Regions from separate parts of the Macaca mulatta genome. Here region 1 is linked to region 2. A link is a contact called in public Hi-C data. All regions are on one chromosome and are shown on one strand. The core of a region is the stretch at or near the end of the contact, and the rest is flanking DNA. Distances in the headings are between cores, read along the strand shown. Region 1 holds the start of FOXN3 (forkhead box N3). Region 2 holds the start of LOC114679618.

Evidence for each region. Hi-C and Micro-C count contacts between places; a contact is called where the count stands out from the background.
Region 1: a contact with region 2 is called in a Hi-C map of fetal cortex germinal zone, with 2.2 times the contacts expected there. The contact joins the promoter of FOXN3 here to the promoter of LOC114679618 in region 2. A contact is called at or near these places in 3 of 14 Hi-C or Micro-C datasets (fetal cortex germinal zone, fetal cortical plate and liver).

The regions. Positions count from the first base shown.
Region 1 is chr7:162,868,893-162,875,291 of T2T-MMU8v2.0, reverse strand. It overlaps FOXN3 (forkhead box N3), which reads left to right and starts at 3,626. Exons shown (of 8, transcript XM_077941602.1): 1 at 3,626-3,763.
Region 2 is chr7:162,658,343-162,664,883 of T2T-MMU8v2.0, reverse strand. It overlaps LOC114679618, which reads right to left and starts at 1,528. Exons shown (of 2, transcript XM_077941603.1): 1 at 1-1,528. It overlaps FOXN3 (forkhead box N3), which reads left to right. Exons shown (of 8, transcript XM_077941602.1): 4 at 2,940-3,496. The coding sequence starts at 2,954.

The DNA of each region.
Region 1 (6,399 bases), core at 2,377-4,876, 210 kb before region 2:
TCCCATGTAGAAATCACAATCAAGTTCAAAGCCCGGTGGACTCTGGATCCTGCTGGCACCTCCAGCAGGATCTACAGACGCCGCCTCATCCGAAGCCTTCACTTTAGCATCGCTACTCCCCAGGCAGTGCGCTGGCCCGCCTCGCATCTTCATCCACTCATGCCTTTGCCCAGGATATCCTCTCCAGTGGGGACTTTCTTTTCCCCACTCTCATATGCATTTCAGGGAAGTCACCCAGAAACTAATCCCAGCAGAGAGCAAAGAACGTCCTCACGCTGGACAGTTAACAGGAAGTGGCAGTGTTACTGAGCCCAGGGCCTAGAGTCACCTGACAGAAGCCTCAGCCAGATGCAGCCACTGCTAGAGATGCCATCAAAGGCAGGTGGGACACAATGATGGTCTCTGGCTTCTATCTTCTTTTCTTCCTCCACTCCTCCAGTCCCCTTCATTGGCCATATCCAGCCACCAACCAACTGACCCAAGCGTCTGTGAAACTCAGCCTGCCAGACACAGCTCCTGGCAACACAGAGCAAAGGGCAGGCCTGGAATGGCTTAGAAGACAACTGGCCCAGGACCAGGGCAGTTGGTGTTTGAATATAGAGCACCAGTGATTTCAGTGCCCATTTGGAGGTTCTAGCAGGGGAGCACAGTGATTCATACACCCTTGACCAAAGCCCAGTCCTCCTCTATCAGGGATGGTCGTCCTCTTCAATGGAGTGCACAGTTTCAGGAGGGACACAGATGGAGCGGTGAAGGAGAAAGGGGACACCTGCCTAGCCAGCCAGATCAGCTGAATCAACTCTAGAGATCAATGGGATGACAGATGTCGCAGCCAGATTGCCCTCATATCCCCGGTGTCATGATTTTATGGCTCCACTGGTACCACTGCACTGCAATTGTTTGCCTGTCTGTGGGCTCCATACGATAGGAGTGCTTGAAAACTTTATTTTTTCTACCCAGAGCCTAGAACAGTACCTTGCTCAACATTTGATACATACACAATTGGATGAATGGATGGACAAATGAATGAATGAATGAATGACAGTTTCTTCTGACCAGTACCTCTTCTGGTGTGCTCTAGCTTTGAGCTAGAGGTGAACTCAGCTCACCACCAGCATTTCTTCCCAGCATTGCTTCTCATCATTTGCTACTGGGGCTAAGATTGCTTTGAGCCTAGCATTTGCAATATTTGCCAGGCACATGGATGGTGTGACTATAAAGTAATTAGACCAGTTTTCAACAAAGGGATCAAATGAATTCATCAAGTACGTTTTGCTTTAATCCTTCCAGGAAGGTCAGACACATTTTCCAATGTATAGCCATGCCTAGCCCAGTCCTTGTGAACTGCACGAGAAAAGGAATGAATCACTTTTCAGCATGAAATGTTTCTGTTTTTTTTTTTTTTTTCAGTTAAATGTCACCCAGCCCGTCACCTGGCTGGCATTTAAGGACATATCATCAGAGAAGTTACATTTCCTTTTGGCAGAGAGGAGGAGGAAGGGGTTGGCCACACACAGAACTGGGTGTTGACTTTACCATGGGTGCAGGAGGGCTGAGAAGGGATGTCCTAGAGACCCATCAAAGTTCCAGGGGTCATCAGGTCTGGACAGAGATACCCTGGATCCCACGAATAGGCCACCTTATATATGAATTTCCAGAGTTTTTGAGGCCTTTCGGTGCTGCGACTGCTCATAGCAACCCAAGTTCAATTTGAGAAAACGCTACTCCTCCATGTGTCAAGTGGAGTCAGTTCTTAATTTCTGATAAAGAGCAAAAAGACGTACGGGGGATGAGGCATTGCTCAGCCTCAGAGTTTGAAGTTTTCTGTCTGCCAGGTTGCCCTGGGCAGCTCCAGGACAGAAATCTGACCAGTGTGGGTGGGTCTTCCTAGCCATCTTTCTCATTTTAGCAGAGACTAACATACTTCCAACAAGCCTCATATTTCCTTGCTGGCAAATTGCTGCTCTGAGACAGGTAAGAAATGATGACTAAAAAAACCTACCTGCATTTTTGTTTCAGATGCTTCATTTTCCACAGTACTTACAGAGAGATAGTTGGGAGGCCAGGTGATGCACTCAAAAAACAGGGCTTGTTGGAATCAGAGACAGGATGGGATTCCAGCTGCTCTGCTCACCAGCCATGTGATTTTTGAACAAGTCAGTTTACCTTTTGGGACCTCCAATTTCTCATTTGAAAATTGCAGATTATTGTATCTGCTTTCTCACAGAGATGTGGTAAAGATCTCATGAGATGTATGTGCAAGTAATTTAAGATTGACAAGTGTAACATATGACAACCAGTTTTTTTTTGCGTGGATACAAGGCATCAGAGAAAGTGCCTTTGATGTTTAATTAATACTAAAAATCTTCCATTACACTTGTTTAGCTAAAATTGGAAAGGGGGAGGGCAAGAGTACTTTTCAAAGGGACTTTTTCTGCTTCAAAAATAGAAATCAGAAAGCACATATTTGATTTTCCTTATGGTGTAAACCACAGTGCCATTGTTATTAGCAGTTTTGCAGAATTGTGACCTTCAAACTTGGTGATACCAAAGACTGAAAAAAAGCTCCCAGTCTTGAAGCCTTTCAAGCAGGCTTTTCAAACTAAAGCACTTTTATTTTGAATTAAGGGCTAATAGAATTGTCCTCTTAAATGAGCACTTGCAAGATTAAAAGTTGCTTTCCAGGTGGGCTGCAGTAAATGAATGTGCCAAGAGGTTGCTGAAAGCTCTTTTAGGGGCAAACGAGAGGAATCTGATATGAGTTCATGTAACAAACACCCTTTCCCCTTTGTGAAAGAGAAACCTGGAATTTACAGTCTTCCTAATTGTACACGAGCTGATTTGTGTATACATCTAGGATCATAATTTACTTTCAGTTTACTGAATTTGTGAATTTTTGCATTTGTTTTAATTTGTAATTAAGTTTTCTCTATGAGGCACGCCATATGCCACCATTAATTCTTTCTCGTTGATTTCTTAGGAGATACATGAGTGCATATTTTGATGCAATTTTTGAGGTCTTTTGAAAATCAAATGACTACATGTTTAGCCATATGGGGCTTTGTTATTTAAAAGAGCATATTATAAAGTAAAAGAAAGCGAAATGCAAAAGGGTCTGTCAACAGGGGGAAAATATTGGGAAAAACAGTTTAAAACATTGTTTTAACCACACGCATTTTCAACCTTTTTTCTTTTTAGCGTTATATTTTTGAAATCTATCTTTATCGATCCCGTACCGCGTCTCACCGTCTGTGAACCGCCAATATCACCAGTGCACCGGGCAAACCTCTGTCTGCTAGGTACTGCCCTACGCTTATCCTGGGGCTGCAGATCCTAGCATCTGCCTTCTAAGAGTTCAGTTGGAGCCAATGTCTTTCTTTTGAACATCTTGTGCCAGGATTTGAAATTAAGCTCCAGTTCATCCGCACACCCCGCGGCCGCTTTCGCAAGGGGCCGAGGGGGTGGCGGCCTCGCCCGGGGACTCGCGGCGCTGGGAGCTGCCTGCCCTCGGTGCGGGCTGCAGACCGGGCCGCGAGGCGGGCGCGCGGCGCGCACTAGGACCCAGCAGGGCTCCAGGCCCGGGTGGGAGCCGCGCCGCCGACCCCGGGCGGGCGCCGGGCGCAGGAGCCGGGGTTCCGGCCGCGATCTGCTGCAGCTCGGCCGGGAGACGGCGCGACCCGGCGGCGGGGCCACCCGCGAGTCCAGCGTCGCCGCAGCCCCCCAATGCGGCCGCGAGAAGCAGCGGGGGGGCAGGCGATCGAAGGTAACGAAAATGGGGCTCATTTCCTGCCTCCTAATCTGCTCGGGTTTAGCATTGCCACGAGAAGCCCTCCGTGTTCAGGCTGCTGCATTTTGGGGCACCCTTTGATTTTTTTTTGTAGGTGTCCGCCCCCCTATTTCCACCTGGTTTCAGATTGATTTATAGCTTGCAGCCCAAATGGGAAAGATCCAGCCATGGCAAGTTGCTTATTTTCATTAGTTTTGTCTCAAAAGTAAGTTCATTAAAAAAAAAAAAAAGTTTCTTAGGAATGTGTGGATAGTCGCTTTTTAAATTAAAAAAAAATTGCAGACAAATAGATATTTATAAAAATAATCAAATAATTGATGCAATTCTGTTAATTACTTTTAGGGAAGCCCACTTCTGTGGGCTCCCCGGGCGTTACTTTTATTTTCAAGGAAGGAACGTGTTAAATGTGGAGTTTGTTTGGCTGGGCAGAGTTTACAGCATTGCTGTCGCAACTGTTTTGCTATCAATTATAAACAGTGTCAAATCTATGGGCAGTTTCAGCCTCTTTTCAATACTGTAACGGGTTATCCTGATATGACATCTATAGATGAGTTTCCACTGAGGGTAATAAGATTTCTCTTTTTGGAGAAACATTGTTTTGAGGGGAAAACCATGATTGCCGGCTGGGAAGGCTGAAGAGACTATTTTTCATGCTTTGTTTATACTCCCGGGATGACATTTGGGGAAGGGAAATGCAATCTTTCTCAGGAGCTTTTAATTGTGGGATTACAAATTTATTTAATTTATTAGTTTCAATTGGTTGGGCTCGGGGAGCCCTCTGTCACAGGCTGTGCTTAAGGTGACACATTTGCTAGCAGTTGGGACACATGATTGCAAATGTAAAATGTGCCTCACCCGAAAGGACTGGTCTGCTGGAAGCTCCCGTGTGGAGCTGTCGTAGGCAGGGTGCGACTGGCTCATTGAGGAAAAAGGGAATCGTTTTCCTTAGCTAAGGAAGACATCCTGTTATATTCCTTTTGTTCCCTGTTTTTCATTGATCGCCGGCTCTGCCTTGGAGAGGAGAGCAGCTCGGAGGGTGCAGAGCTCTGAAGGCTGCAAGAATGACTGGAGCCCACTTTAACTCTCACACTGATTGGTCAGTTAGATTGAGACTTAGGAAAACAGTCACCCAAAACCTTCTTTTAAAATCGTGCTGTAGTTTCACGTAGCCCTCTTGTGCACAGATTTCTGCAGGGTCGGTTTTTCATTCGGGTGCAGTTTGCTCGAGATACCTTTATGTTTAATTTTTTTGTTTCTATCCAGATAAAGTAGGCCATTTTGGTGACAAATTTCTTTGCAGACGTAAGCTACTAGCTTACACGTATAGATACAGCACTTTACAATACATTCTCAATGATTTCTGCTCATAAGTTGTAGAATGCCAAGTTGTTCAACTTAGAATAATGATTCCTAACTGGTTTTGGATCTGAGTCTTTAAAAAGGACCATCAGTAGATGGATGCTTAACTGTATCATTACTTTGATAATTTAAGTGCCTTGTGCATTAGCACGTTTCATGCACTAAGTCTAAAATTGTGACAGTGAAAGGAAAAGACAATGAAAAGAAAACAATCAAAATCAGCCTGCACACTATTCTAAGAGATTGTGGCATCTGCTTTGAGGATAATGCATTTCACATCCAAGAAGAAGGGCATTCTGCACCATATAAAAATATGAATTAGTAAACATTGTGCAATGTTGTATCTGTAACACAGACCGTAAACATCTTCATTTGAGCCTTTAAAGCGATTTCATTAAAGAAGCACTGTCCCAGAAGTTGTTAAATGTATAAACACTTTTCTGATTGGCTTAAAAATTTAGACACAGGAAGTGGATTGTATCTAATAACTGATGAGTGGAGACATGGTTGTCATGGAAACCGAGAGGAGTAACCCCACCCCACCCCCACTACACATACATACTCTACCATGACCACCACTTAAAAAGAAACAAAAACAAAAACAAAACCTGCATGTCATCACAGATGCCTGGAGAACATGTTGGCTTCTGTAAGCTTTCCCACAGCATCTGTTGAAACCTGAGATCGTGCCTGTCAAATCAAGGTCATTTTACAACAACAACCAAAAATGTGGTCTCCTAGATTTCATAACTGTATTTTTATTGGAAATATTTGAGGAAACAGCCTTAAAGCAAGGATGAGCCCCCAGGCTTACTTTGCATTTTGCCACCTCTGAGCTGTGCAAGGGAAGGCTGAGAACAATGTATCTGAACACTTAATTGTGGAATCAAACTGATTTGTGTGTCTACTGTTAGAACAAAACTCTTTTGAGAGTCAGAAAGGTTAGAATGTTACCTGTGGATGAGGAGTCATCTGGGGAAGTTATAATGAGGTGTTTGTGTTTACAAGAGGGTTCAAAGTTGAACTCAAGCAATGGAACTTACAGACTGGTGGCCTTTTAGAACCCTGCTCTAAGGCTGCGTTTGTGTGTGGGGTGGTGGGGGTGGGGGTAGGGGGGTGAAGGGGAGGGATGAAGATTGCCTGGTACTTTGGGAAATATAAGAGAGGGTGTTCTCAGAAGCTAACCAGGGAAAGGAAAATCTAAATGAAAATAAGAACTGCTTCATAATTGTCATTATTATTATCCAGTTGAC
Region 2 (6,541 bases), core at 279-2,778:
AGTGAGCGGTTGGAGAGTACGGGGTCCCAGCACAAAGCGCACACTGGATCCAAGGGTACTGAACTCCCATAACCCTCTCTCCGTGACAATGCCACTTTTTCTCCTAAAACCATATTGCTGGCAGTGTTTGCTTAAAACAAAAGGAAACATGGAGAATAGCGTGTTAGTTCCTCTGGGAAGCTACTGACAAATAAGCAAATTAAAAAGAAAGAGAGCAGCATGTTGTCATAGCAACAGTGCAATTAAATTACTTTACTGTCAGCCATGATATAATTTTCCTGTTTGGAAGCTCAGGAGACATAAAACTTTCATTTAGAGCTAAAGTTGACTTCAGTGGCTGGGTAGTTCTTTTTTATACTCTACTGTGGGCATTTGCTGGTCATCAGAAAATTTTCTGATGGGATCTGAGGAAACTTTTAAGAAAGACAAGTGGTGCTATAATTCGTTCATAAAGAAGTTAAAGCCAGGATCAGACCAGACTCTGTTGTATCCCCAAGCCTAAAGATGCTAGCTTGTTTTTTCTCTGAAATGTGTCAGGGTAACCTCCTTATTTGATAGAAAGAAATACTCCCTGTGAGTGAACCCCAGTACTTTGGGAGGCCGAGGTGGGTGGATCATGAGATCGAGACCATCCTGGCCAACATGGTGAAACGCCGTCTTACTAAAAATACAAAAATTAGCCAGTCATGGTGGCGCACGCCGGTAGTCCCAGCTACTCGGGAGGCTGAGGCAGGAGAATCGCTTGAACCTGGGAGACAGAGGTTGCAGTGAGCCGAGATCGCACCACTGCACTCCAGCCTGGGCAACAGAGTGAGACTCTGTCTCAAAAAAAAAAAAAAAAAAAAAAAAAACACAAAACAGTTGGGCCTCTCATGACAGCTCCCCCTTAGGCCTTGCGTCTAGCAGGTTCTACCTTTTGGAAGAGGGAAGGTGCTCTAATTCACTGGCACCCTTGGCTGGTTGGTTAGTTCCCAGGATTATGCCTTCCAGAATTCCCTAATAGAGCTTCCCCAGCTGAAGCGGCAGTTGTTTTAGATGTAGTGTTAATGAACATTTAAGAGACATAGAAGGGTCACATCTTTGCCTTTTTAATTTTATTTATTGTTTTGTGACAAGGTCTCCCTCTGTTGTCCAGGCTGGAGTGCAGTGAGCCTCAACCTCCTGGGTTCAAGTGATCCTTATACTTCAGCCTCCCAAGTAGCCGGGACTACAGGCACACACCACCACACCCAGCAAATTTTTGTATTTTTTTGGTAGAGATGGTGTTTTACCATGTTGGCCAGGCTGGGCTTGAACTTCTGAGCTCAAGGGAGATCCTCCTGCCTCAGCCTCCCAAAGTGGTGTGATTACAAACATGAGCTACCATGCCACGCCTATGTCTTTGCTTTTAAATATGTTCATTCATCTCTCTTTCTTCCTCTCCTCTCCTCTCCTTCCTTGCCCTTCCCTTGCCCTTCCCTTCCCTTCCCTTTCCTTGCCCTTCCCTTCCCTTGTCCTCCCCTCTCCTCCATTCCTCTCCCCTCCCCTGCCCTCCTTTCCTCTCCCCTCCCCCCTTCCCTTTCCCTTCCCTTCTTCTTCCCTTCCCTTCTTCTTTCCCTTCCTCCTTCCCTTCCCACTTCCCTTCCCTTCCCCCTTCCCTTCCCCTTTCCCTTCCCCCTTCCCTTCCTCCTTCCCTTCCTCCTTCCCTTCCTCCTTCCCTTCCTCCTTCCCTTCCCCCTTCCCCCTTCCCTTTCCTTCCCTTCCCTTCCCTTCCCTTCTTCCTTCCCTTCCCTTCTTCCTTTCCTTTCATTCTTCCTTTCTTTCTTCAAAACTTTTGAGACAGGATCTCACTCTGTTGCTCAGGCTGGAGTGCAGTGGTGCAGTCATGGCTCACTGCAGCCTCAGCTTCCCGGGTTCAAGCAGTCCTCCCACCCAGCCTCCCAAGTAGCTGAGACTACAGGCATATGCCCGGCTAATTTTTGTATTTTTCGTAGAGACAGGGTTTCGCCATGTTGCCCAGGCTGGTCTCGAACCCCTGGGCTCAAGTGATCCTCTCGCCTCAGCCTCCCAAAGTGGTGAGATTATAGGCATGAGCTACCATGCCCAGCCTGTTCATTTGTTTTCTAGATAGATGCTTGATTTTCTTACCGGTTGTTTCTGTGGGGAATTAAAACATAACACTCTCAAACCAAGCGTATTGTTTTAGCGTTACAGAGAGTGGGAGACCTTTTTGGTTATCTTTACTGTTCTTTCTGTGTTACATTGGGTGCTGGAGGGTTGAACATGCTTTGCGTCTGTAGGGGTCTTTCTGTTTGTAAATGTACCACCTCCTCGTTTTCTTTTCTCATCAGATGTTATTTTACTCCATGTTCTAGGTCATTGATAAAAATGGGGATGGTGGTGGGTCGGGGTGGAGGGATAGGATTCTGTGGCCTGTTTTGTTGAATTGAATTGAATTTACTGTCTTGAAACTGGCAGTTGCTCTCCTTTTTTCACCAGTTCTAATTTCAGTTAATGGCTTATCTTACATTCCCATGTATTCGTGTGGTGCCTGAAGTTACTTGCTTTTCTTCTGTTCGGAAGAGAAAATAATTCGCAATAAAATTTAATGTACTTTAAAACTGGTCTCCTGGTCTCAAGCAATCCTCCTGCCTCAACCTCCCAAAGTGCTGGGATTACAGGCGCGAGCCACCATGCCTGGCTGGTGTTATCGGTCTTGTTTTATTTAAGGGGCATCAGGTCGCCTTGCTATATCAACAGTGGGCTGATTTTTCTCGTCAGCCTATCTGTAGTGGAATTGTGGGATTGCGTTGCTCAGCGTGGGAGTCACGAGGTGGTGGTCCTGTGTGGCAGGGGTTCCACAGAGGGGGCCGTGGGAGGCAACAGAGTCAGAGGGGCACAGTCTGCCTTTCTGTTTTGGGCCTTGCCAGCTCATCATTTCTTTGTGATGTCTTTACTAGGAGCCTTCACGTAAATGGGTCCAGTCATGCCTCCCAGTAAGAAGCCAGAAAGCTCAGGAATTAGTGTCTCCAGTGGACTGAGTCAGTGTTACCGGGGCAGCGGTTTCTCCAAGGCCCTTCAGGAAGACGATGACCTCGACTTTTCTCTGCCTGACATCCGATTAGAAGAGGGGGCCATGGAAGATGAAGAGCTGACCAACCTGAACTGGCTGCACGAGAGCAAGAACTTGCTGAAGAGCTTTGGGGAGTCGGTCCTCAGGAGTGTCAGCCCCGTCCAGGACCTGGACGATGACACCCCCCCGTCCCCCGCCCACTCTGACATGCCCTACGATGCCAGGCAGAACCCTAACTGCAAACCCCCCTACTCCTTCAGCTGCCTCATATTTATGGCCATCGAGGACTCTCCGACCAAGCGCCTGCCAGTGAAGGATATCTACAACTGGATCTTGGAACATTTTCCGTATTTTGCAAATGCACCTACTGGGTGGAAAAACTCCGTGAGACACAATTTGTCACTGAATAAGTGTTTTAAGAAAGTGGACAAAGAGAGGAGTCAGGTAAGCCTCTGTGTCTGGAACCCAAGGTTTGTTTTTTTTTGTTTTTTTAATTTAAAATTTTTCTCTATTAAAAATGAATTTCTGTTCACCACATTAAAGTAGCAGTTGTAAGTAGGTTTTATTCTATCTAATTCATTTAGATAATTTTAAAGAATTTCCTTTCCCCAAGCCTATTAGTTATGTACTGTTTATTAGCGTTTGTACTATTTGAGGGTTTCCCACTGATAGGGTTTCCATAAAGATAAAACGGTGGTTTGCAGAATTGTTTGGTTCTCAGTTATCATCCCTCAGTGTGGATGGTTCACTTTGGTTTTAGAGTCTTAACAAAGGTCAGTATTCCAAGGGCAGCCATTAACCGTGAAGTATGTGTATATATATGTATTTGAAAAAAACTGCTACCATGAGCTAGAGAAAAATGGTGTTTCTTTTTTTTCCCTGAATATGAACGAGGAGGAGGGAAATTTCTCCAGTGTTCTGGAATAAGTAGACAGTGATGAACATTGGGAAGAGACTTGAGTATACTTACACTCCAAGACTAAACAGGCATGAATTGCCCAGGTGACTGTCATGAAATCTGGTGTCTATATAAGTGACAACTTTGAAATTCCTGGCTCAGAGTGAGGGTCCCATTAGAGACTGACTTTAAAAAGGTTTAATATTGACTTTAAAGCAGAGGTGCCCAGTGTTTTTGGCATTAGGGACCCATTTTGTGGAGGGCCAGGGGGGATGGTTTTGGTACGAAACTGTTCCACTTCAGATCATCAGTCATTAGGTTCTCATAAGAAGCATGCAACCTGGATCCATCACATGCACAGTTCACAGTAGGGTTTGTGCTCCTATGAGAATCAAATGCTGCAGCTGATCTGACAGGAGGCGGAGCTCAGGTTGGCGATGCTCAGGTTGGCGATGCTCACCTTCTGCTGTGCAGCCCCCCCTTCCCCCCCATCCCTAACAGGCCACTGATTGGGACACGGCCTGGGTTGGGGACCCCTGCTTTAAAGCCATAGTTTGTACTTCATGGTCAGTGAAAAGAAGATGATTTTAATAATTTGCTTTCTTTCTCTTTTTTCTTTTCTTTCGTTTCTTTTTTTTTTTTGAGACCAGGGTCTTGCTGTGTCACCCAGGCTGGAGTGCAGTGGTATGATCCCAGCCCACTGCAGCTTTGACCTCCTGGGCTTAAGTGATCCTCCCATCTCAGCCTTCAAAGGAGCTGGGAGCACAGGTGTATGCCACTACACCCTGCTAATTTTTATACTTTTTGTAGAGATGGTGTCTCGCTATGCTGCCCAGGCTGGTCTCAAACTTCAGGGCTCAAGTGATTCACCCAACTTGGCCTCCCAAAGTGCTGGGATTACAGGCATGAGCCACCACGCCTGGCCTATTTTTGTTTTAAGGAATGTAATAGGTGTAGTAGAAATTGGGCGACTGTTAAGAAGTGGACAACAAAATTGTGATCTGACTTTGAGTCCTGAAAAGTAATGCAGCCACAGTTAAGATAAATGGCCAGAAAAAGTTCCCTCCACTAAGTTTTCATGTGACTGTGTTTTCCCGCTTTGTGTGTTGTGTTAATGATGCTGCCTTGTGCAGCTGGAGTTCTGGTTCTCTCTCTTTTTGAAGTTCAGGTTTGGATGCAGGACCACCATTGTGTGGGGTCAGTGGCTGGGCAGGGCTGGGGCCTTTAATTTCTTTCTGGCAGCATGTCACTGTTTCAAGTAGAATCTTGAGCGTGAGAATATTCTCATTGTCTTTGGCATGGGAGAGTATGAATCAGGAAGTGGCCTAGCCCTATTGCTCCTTGCTCAAATTGGATGTGTTTGTGTGCAAATGCTCTTCACTCAGTTTCTGTTTGAGATGGGGGGTGGGGACGCAGGGCTTGGGGAGGGGTGTTGCCTGGGAGGAAAGATGTGGGCACTAAGGAGGGATTTACTTTGATCACTGGTGCAAATGATGCCTGGGTCGAGCGTGCAGATCTGAATATTCATAAGTTTTTGGGCCCCTCCTCCTCAGGTCCTTATTTTTATGTAGCTGTAACCATCAAAGTGCATCCCTTTAATCAGGGAGAGGAATTTCCGTGACCATGAAGCTCTTTCTCCTTCCTCTGTATCTCAGGTTGGGCATTTGGAGAGCCACCTCTGGACTTGGCTTTTTTGAGTGCTTTAAGATTATTCTTTGAGCTTAGAGGACATTCATTGCTCCCCTGTAAAGAACCAAGTCTGTGGTATTTAAAGCTTCTGTATAGGTGGGTCTTTGTGGCAAGAAAGGGAAAGTCTCCGAATGCAATTCCAGGCAGAACGTGGAGAAGAAAGTGCTGCTCAGGTCCCCCAAAGCCGCATGGCAGTGATAAAGCAACAAACAGGGCATTTAGTTTGGTGTAAAACGAGTCTGCAAGTTCCTGCATGCCTGAATCTTCGTGTTTGACATAATGCCGGTGCACATAAAAGTAATTTAGCAAATGCACACTCTGAAATGTTAGAAAAGACCAACGCCAGAGTGTGCAACAAGACTCGGGAGCATTATTCATCAGTCAGCCTTGGGAGTGACAAGTGGGTGTTGGATGCCGTGTGTTGAGGCATACCGGGAGGAGCTGTTCTCCCCCCATGCAATCCCCCACCGCTGGATTCTGGGAATCATGTTTTCCAGGAGTGAAGGTCGTCAGTCCGGATAAATTCAGATATCACTTGTTGAAAGAGAATGGTTTTAAAGACCTGAGATTGTTAATGTTATGAAACGTTCAGTTCTGGCTTCCCAGCCATCCTGACCTGTATTGACATGTTTCTGATCAAATGCCAGTCAGTTTTGTGGTTGGGAGTTTGCTCCCAGCATTTGGGATTCTGTGAGAACAAAGCAAGAGGTGTGAGTTTTTCCACTTTTCTCCTCTTTCTTGGGTTCCCCCAGGCCAGCTGCTGGCTGCTGTGAGAGGTGCAGGCTCCCAGGTATGCTCAGGTACACCCAGGTCCTTCCAGGGCATTGACGTGGCTCAGTCACTTGGGGTTTGCTACTATGGCATTCTCCCTGATATTCTGCCCTGTGAAAGCTCCTTTACCT